2 separate regions of the Mus musculus genome follow, and region 1 is linked to region 2. A link is a contact called in public promoter capture Hi-C data. All regions are on one chromosome and are shown on one strand. Each heading gives the region's core, a stretch centred on a gene start, on an enhancer-like site or on the middle of the called end of the contact. The rest is flanking DNA. Distances are from core to core; before and after follow the strand shown. Region 1 holds the start of Bhmt (betaine-homocysteine methyltransferase). Region 2 overlaps Jmy (junction-mediating and regulatory protein).

Region 1 (3,563 bases), core at 810-3,309, 210 kb after region 2:
TTTGTTTCTAAATTAAACAGTGGGATGCACTATGAAAAGCTTTGTGTGTGTGTGTATGTAAATTATTAAAAGAACATATTTAACATCAGCTTATTCTTTTAAAGCATATATTTGCCTGGACAACTAGCAGAATGTATATCAAAATGTTGCAGATGCTGTTCTTTTTATTTTATCCAGATTTTATTTTGCAATTAATAAGTGTCCTTGTCATATCTTTTAAATGCATACTATAGCCCTAGGTTTTTTTAATTTTTTTTTTTTTTTTTGGTTTTTTTGAGACAGGGTTTCTCTGTATAGCTGTAGCCCTCGTTTTTGTTTGTTTGTTTGTTTGTTTTTCGAGACAGGGTTTCCCTGTGTAGCCCTGGCTGTCCTGGAACTCACTTTGTAGACCAGGCTGGCCTTGAACTCAGAAATCCACCAGTCTCTGCCTCCCAAGTGCTAGGATTAAAGGTGTGCGCCACTACGCCCGGCCTAGCCCTCGTTTTTTAACATTTATATGGAAACAGAGGTATTGGGGAGGTGCCCTTATGCCACTCAATTCTGTTCTTGATAATTCTCTAAAAATTCCCCCATCTTGCCCCTCCCCCCACTGTATTGTGTTTTCAGACATTGTAGCACTGTGTAGCCTAGACTGGTCTTGAACTCTGAACCTCTTGCCTCTTTCTCCTGAGTGCTGGGATTTCATCCATGCCCCATCAGCCCCTAGTAGAGAGGCTGGTGACATTTGTAAACTTGAATTTGGGAAGTGGATTAGAATCCATGGTTTTACAAATGGGATCAAAGAAGAGGTGTGTGTGTGTGTGTGTGTGGTGTGATAAGCCATCTTTGTAGTCTTCAGGGGACATCATTTAGTAAATCTATGGACTGGCAGTAATTGAAACCTTACTTGACTCACATACCCTTCTCACACACTGGCATGAAGTCTCCCTCAGGGGCATGGTGTTTACATTTTAACAGGGTTAGCTTTCTTCCTCCCCCTCCCATAGATGTCTTTTTGAATTGGTGTTTGTCCCTTTACAAACTGGGCACACTCAGGTGGTTCCCCAGCAGGGGAGAACTGAGGGTTATGGTCAGCCTGGCTCCATCTGTCTCCCAGCCACCTCCTGAGGTCTTGTGTGCCTGGGTTTGATATCAGATCCAAGTATATTATCCCCATCTATGCCTACATCCCCTAACACAGAAGGTCAGATTTGGACTGACCTCCTGGGTCCAGCAGGCATTTTGTTTTTTTAGAATTCTGTGAACAGTCCTTCCTCAGCGTCTTAAAACCATTCTACTTATTTGTTTCTGAAACCGTAAGGCAATCGGGCCGGCTCTGCAGCTGCCTGCCCCTCCTGCACCCGGCAAGCCACCAGCCAGAGCCAACTCCCACTGTGGGAAATTGCACCCCTGGATCCATGAGCAGCTTCTCTGGGATATTTCTCTGGTCTTTAGGGGTGCTGCACTCATGAAGGGTTGAGTCTGATGGGCTGAAGGGAGCACCCTGACATCCAAAGTGGCTGTCTTGTGCCTTGTGTCACTCCACAGATAGGTCCAAGGTGGAGCCAGAAGTGCAGGAGGGCCAGAGACCATATAGAATACACTATTGTTAGAAGAAACCCCCAGTCAGAACTCAAAGTTCTGAGTGCCCCTTTTGACCTAACACTGCCAACTAGAAGGATGCTGGGCCACAGCCAGGCTCCAAGCACCTCTCTGCGCTTGCTGACATTGGGGGTACCCAGCTGATGGTGTATTGAGAGCTCTCTCCGGCTCCCTGCACACTCACCTTCTTGGCCTTCTTGCCAGCAACTGGTGCCATCTTTCCGGTGTAGTGAGTGGCGCTGAACACAGCTGCGGATTGGAGGGTAGCTGTTCCCAGCAAAGTCTGTGCTGCTGGGCCGCTGCTGGTCTCTTTATACAGCAGCTAGAGTTCCCTAGCCTTGGCCAGGTCCAACACATGGCCTCAGGCAGGGAACACGCCCACCAGCCTTTGAATTAGGCCAGGGGCTAGCTGGGAAGCTGCCTGTGGGAGGAGAAGTCGAGATTGGTCTCCTAGATGGGTGGAAACGCGAAGTTAAGATAAGAAAAAAATACTGAGGTCGCTGCTAGCTCGTCTGCACACTGACCTTTGTCCAATAGCAGGCCTCTGACCTTGATCTGGGGTCAGGTATCCATGACCCACTTAAGCTGCCAGACCATACCCCCAAGAATTCCACTCAGTGACCAAATATTTGACAAAGGCGAAGATACAAGATCATTGCATGAGGATGCGATGCCCGGCAAGAACTTGGCACAGAGTGTAAACTGCATGACCTACATCTGGCACAAGTAACATAACTTGCCCTTTGCAGAAGCGCTCAGTGCCAATCCTCCAAGTAGTGGGTTTGTTCTCAGTGACCTTACAGGCAGGCTTTTGGCGGTTTCTGGTAACCGTGGCACCATCTAACAAGCACAGTGTCTAACAAGTAAAAGGCAAAATGGAAAAGATCCTGAAGATCTTAAAGCTCCACATGAAAAACCAAAGCGAAGCAAACCCCAGAGGAACCAGAAGCAGCCTCCAGTGCAGTGGAGCGCAGCGGACTGCTGATGTAAAAAGGTGTTTAACCTTTGGCGATTCATGATAATTCCCTAAATATTTAAAAAAAAAACACGATGATATAAAAACACTAGAGATCTCACCTACAAAAACTGCCCAACATATTAGTAAATACTTAAAGACAACAAATAAGCACTGGAGGCTATTTTCCTCCTGCGGAACAATGGTCTCAATTGCACACATGCAGAAGAAATTACAGTAGCAGACAACACATTGGTAAAAGTTTAAAGTGATGTATGAATGATATACAATGAGACAGCTTTTTTACAAGTCCATTTCCCTCTGATAAATATGTAAAAACTTAAAAATGGAAAAAAAGAGAGAAAAGATATATTGAAATTAATTCAAGTGACAGACAATATTTTACTGCCCCTCCCGCCACCCCCATCCATCAACCCTATACACTATCAGGAGTCTGGAAGAACGAGGTACATTCACAGTACATTAATGCCATCTTTGGCAGGGTCCACATCTTCCCCCACTAATGTCCTGGAGAAGCTAAGTAAGTAATAGTTAATGAATGCCCTTGCTGTCTATAGCAGTAATAGCCGATATTGGTGCACTACACTGGGGACTCCAGGCACTAGAGGGCTTTACCTGGGTTTACACACATATCCAGACCCTACAAAACAGTGGGGATTTTAAACTAGTAGCTTTGGGCTAGAAGGATAGCTCAGTGGTTACGAGCACTAGCGGTTCTTCCAGAGGACTCGGGTTTGATACCCAGCACTCACATGGCAGCTCACAACTGTCTGCAACTCCAGTTCCAGGGGATCTGATATCCTCCCCTCACACAGACATATATGCAGGCAAAATGGCAATGCACAAACAAACAAAACCTAGTAGATTTAAATTGGAAACAAATCATGAAGTTTTAGTAAATAATATAATCATACAGCAATTAAAAAAAAAAAAGATTGTCCTAGCTGCTGTTGCAAATTCAAGTCCTTGCTCTGGATAAAACCATCTTTAAAAAAAAAAGAAGACT
Region 2 (3,747 bases), core at 25-2,524:
TAACTCTTAATTCTGAACATCTATTCTACTTCATGAAATTCGCAGGCAAATGGCTGGATCTAGAAGATAACATTCTGAGTGAGGTAACTCAGTCACAAAAGAACACACATGGTACGCACTGATAAGTGGATATTAGGCAAAGACCGTGGAATAACCATAATACAACTAACACATGAAGCTCAAGAGGAAGGAAGACCAAAAAGTGGATGCTTCAGTCCTACTTAGAGGAAACAATATAATCAAGGGAAGTTGAGGGTGGGAGGAACTTGGGAGGAAGAGAGGAGAGGAAAAAAAGAGGAGAAGTTTTGCTTAGAGCTCCAGCAGTTTGTCTACAGAGAGCTCAGGAGGCAGAGGAGCAGTTGGCAGAGGTTAAGTTAATCTCCTGGAGTCCACAGAATGCACCACAGGGTGGGTGCATGCATGACTCAACCACTCTATAGAGCTATGCAGAGGCAAAACAGTGGAAAGACCATGTGGAAGCCATTGCCACAGAATGGCTGAAAGATGAAGATCGAAACCAGAAGATGGCTTTATGCCAAAGGGGAGGTCAGAGTCAACTCTGGTAAGACTGAGAGTCAGATGTGGGCAGAGATCGAAAGGTCTAAGGGCAATAGTTCATGAACTGTGCAAAGTGGGGAAAAGTGGACAGGTCTGGGTTTACCTTAACAGGGATAGTCAAGGACACCATTTCTGGATCAGAGATTCAAATGAAGAACTCATTAAACAGCTGGACATGGAGTGCTAGTGAGCTGAAAAGAGTCATAGGCCAGAAGAAAACCACCTATCCAGAAGAATCACTGAATAAGTTAGGTTTTTAGCTCAGCCATTATGAAAGCCTAAGTTTAATGCTCATAAAGGTAGTATGAGCTGGGGAGTAGCCCTTAAAACTTAGGTAACAAGAAAGCAAGTCAGAGCAGGTAAAAAACCTTCAGGTATCGGGACATACAACACTATGGCCACCTTTTCTGACAGTTTAGGGACGTTGTAGTTATGTCTTGGCTCAAAGATAATAGAGCTGAGCCCTGCATTGCACAGACATAAGAGCCTTGTCTGAAAAGAGGATCAGAGCTGGACTCCAAGACCAAATACTGAGGAGAATAATGTGAATGACTGGAAAACCTGGTCTACCAGACATCTGGGTCTTTGTTGCAGCATGAAAATGATCCATTTATGGGGAGTAGCTGCCAACTGGACAAACCTGACCTCAGAACCACAGGGCTCTGTGCAGGGCTGTCCTCCAAGCAGCTAGGCTCCTAACCTAAAATCTGCCATGATCTGGCATTCGGTTACATAAAACATAGTGCTAATCCAAGTCCCATGCCTTGGGGAATAAGTAGATCCTACCTGTTCTGCTACTGCACTATTAGGACAGAAGGTGGCCAGTGTCTGCTGGCCTCTAGTAACTATTTCCAAGTATGAAGATAATCTCTTTAAATTCATGAACTCCTGAAATGAAGACATTGAAAAGATCTCTGAGTTTGGAGAAGGATGCTGTACAAGTAAAGCTGCCATGACTGTTTCATAATAGCATTCAAGGAAGAAACAGTTCAGGGGTGGACAGTCCAGGAATCTGGTTAATTGTGAATCATTATGGGAATGCAGCATTGGAAATACCTATGAATGTTTTTGCAAAGGTGTAACTGACGAAGAAAGACTTTCAGTGAATGTGTGGACACCATCCCGTGGTTACCTGGACTGAACGGAAAGGAGAAAGCAAGCTGAACACAAGGGGTCTGTTTCGTGACCAGGCCGTCATGGACTTGTTCCCCTAAACTCTAAGCCAAATAAGCTCTCTCCCAAGGTTGCCCCTTGTCAAGGAAGTAACTAATAAACTTACTAAACTTGTACCATATTGCTATGCTCCATTTTGAAATGAAAAGTTACTGGTGATAATATATAAACAAACAAAATCAAGTTAATTCAAATAAATATCCTTTATTAAAGAAAAAAAGGAATATTGTTAAGCACCAAAACTGTGTGTTGTTACATTGCATGTACAATAAGAAAGGTGAGTGCAACACTGGATGAGCAAGTACTTAACTCTGAAGTCAGGAGTGTGAAATGTAAAAAAGCAGCAACTACGATGCAGAAAGGCTGCACTAAGGAGAAGGCGACAGTCAAAACAGTGATTGGAGATTTCATAGTATTGCTATAAATGCCTGCTTAGTAGTTTCCTTATACTTGTAATACTTAAGTGTTAATTGAGCATATTTACGTATATAAATTTGCAAGAGATGGCATTTATAGTATGCTGTGGACAATCCACTTAATGTCATGGTGGGAATGCCATCTGTAAAGCCAAGCATAGTGCATAGTGTTTTGCCTTTATAACATTGCACAAAGCAAGTAATGGTGAGTCAGTCTGCCATTGTAGTCTTCATTTACCCACAACTGGGTAAAATGACAAAAGTGTCAGTTTATGTAGCCCCAGTGGGCTTTACTCATGCAAACTGACCTGCATCCTTCCGTTTCTCATTAAACTACATATTATGGTCTCACACTTGGCAGTGCATACAGTACAGAGAGAGATTCAACAAGGCAGTGGGGACTGTGTCGAAAACATTGTAAGAAACTGCTATAGGATGCAACCCTTGTTACATCACACAAAATAAGGGGAAACCACAGGAAAGGGAAATGCCACCGGTAACTGCAAAGACTTCATAGGAAAGACAAAGGAATTTGCATGGAGAAACCTAAAATGCCGCATTACACCCCTTGACAGTTAACTATACAACATGCAAGAAAAAATGTTTTCTCCTGTTAAAACTCAACTCTAACACCCATGCCTTTAGTTTTTAAACATTTCATTGTCTTCCCTACTCATTTCCAATACCCTAAATTGGGCCACTGTTAACTATAAGTGAATCTACAAAAAAAAAAAAAAAAGAAACTTCCCCTTGCTCTCAAAACAAGTGATTCTCTGAGGGTGGAAGTGAAGCAGCTCTCATGAACACTTTAGCATGTCATCCTCAGAGGTAATTTCTCTATATGCACCTTACAGTGGCCCCAAAAAATTTGCTTTGAAGAGAGGGTACATTTATAAACTTGGAGCTCAATCCATTAAGTCATATAAATGCCACATTGTATATTTACTGTGGACAAAACAAAAAATTTAAAATAAGAACATCTTTAACATAACTCAGGGAACATTTAGTGGACTGTCTCTCTCATTGTCTCTCTCTGCATCAGGACTGCCTCCTACCTTTAAAAGCTTCTGTTTACACATGGGATAGTTTAGATAACAATATAAACTCATTTTCTGGGAAAACCTTTTAAGTTACATTACATAAATAGGCTAAAAATACCATCGCCTCCTATTTCCAAGCAATTAGGCAGGATTTTAACATGCTCTAACATAAAGTTCAGGCCTCACGACTGCAGTCGTGAGGCCTGAACACAGTGTGCTCAGCAGTAAGGTGCTTCTGCTTTCTCACCCTCTTCCATCTAAAGTCTTGATGGTCACTGGCAACACCAAGCACAAATAAAATGTTCAATATGCACATTTAGCTTTATATAATCATTTATATTCAGTGCAAAGATGAGGAAAAATTAAAGGTCTCCGCTTTCCCTGTCAAGTGCTTGCATCTTAAGCAATAGTCTGAAATGTCCTGCAGTTGGTCAGGATCTATACTTATTTTACTGGTAAAATGTAAGAAAGCTCAAAACTCCCTGACAGGCCCACTAAAGACCCAAAGTCACTGTGCAGATTGATGTCTGTTGATGAGTGTATTACAAGGCTGGACTCAA

What was found. Promoter capture Hi-C pulls out the DNA fragments that hold promoters and counts their contacts.
Region 1: a contact with region 2 is called in a promoter capture Hi-C map of liver, with 2.4 times the contacts expected there. The contact joins the promoter of Bhmt here to the enhancer-like site in region 2. A contact is called at or near these places in 2 of 39 promoter capture datasets (both in liver), 1 of 484 Hi-C or Micro-C datasets (nephron progenitors), 2 of 115 datasets of contacts at active chromatin or transcription factors (regulatory T cells and thymic regulatory T cells) and 1 of 9 other capture datasets (adipose tissue).

What each region holds. Positions count from the first base shown.
Region 1 is chr13:93,635,699-93,639,261 of GRCm38.p6, forward strand. Bhmt (betaine-homocysteine methyltransferase) reads right to left here and starts at 2,060. Exons shown (of 8, transcript NM_016668.3): 1 at 1,766-2,060. The coding sequence starts at 1,798.
Region 2 is chr13:93,428,182-93,431,928 of GRCm38.p6, forward strand. Jmy (junction-mediating and regulatory protein) reads right to left here. Exons shown (of 11, transcript NM_021310.3): 11 at 1,916-3,747. Among named protein-coding and RNA genes, the nearest start is that of Gm6109, 18 kb to the right of the region's middle. Within about 2 kb of position 1,275, at least 25 of the 459 cell types and tissues checked have an H3K27ac peak or open chromatin away from gene starts, as enhancers often do. A contact at or near this core is called in liver, where this site is marked.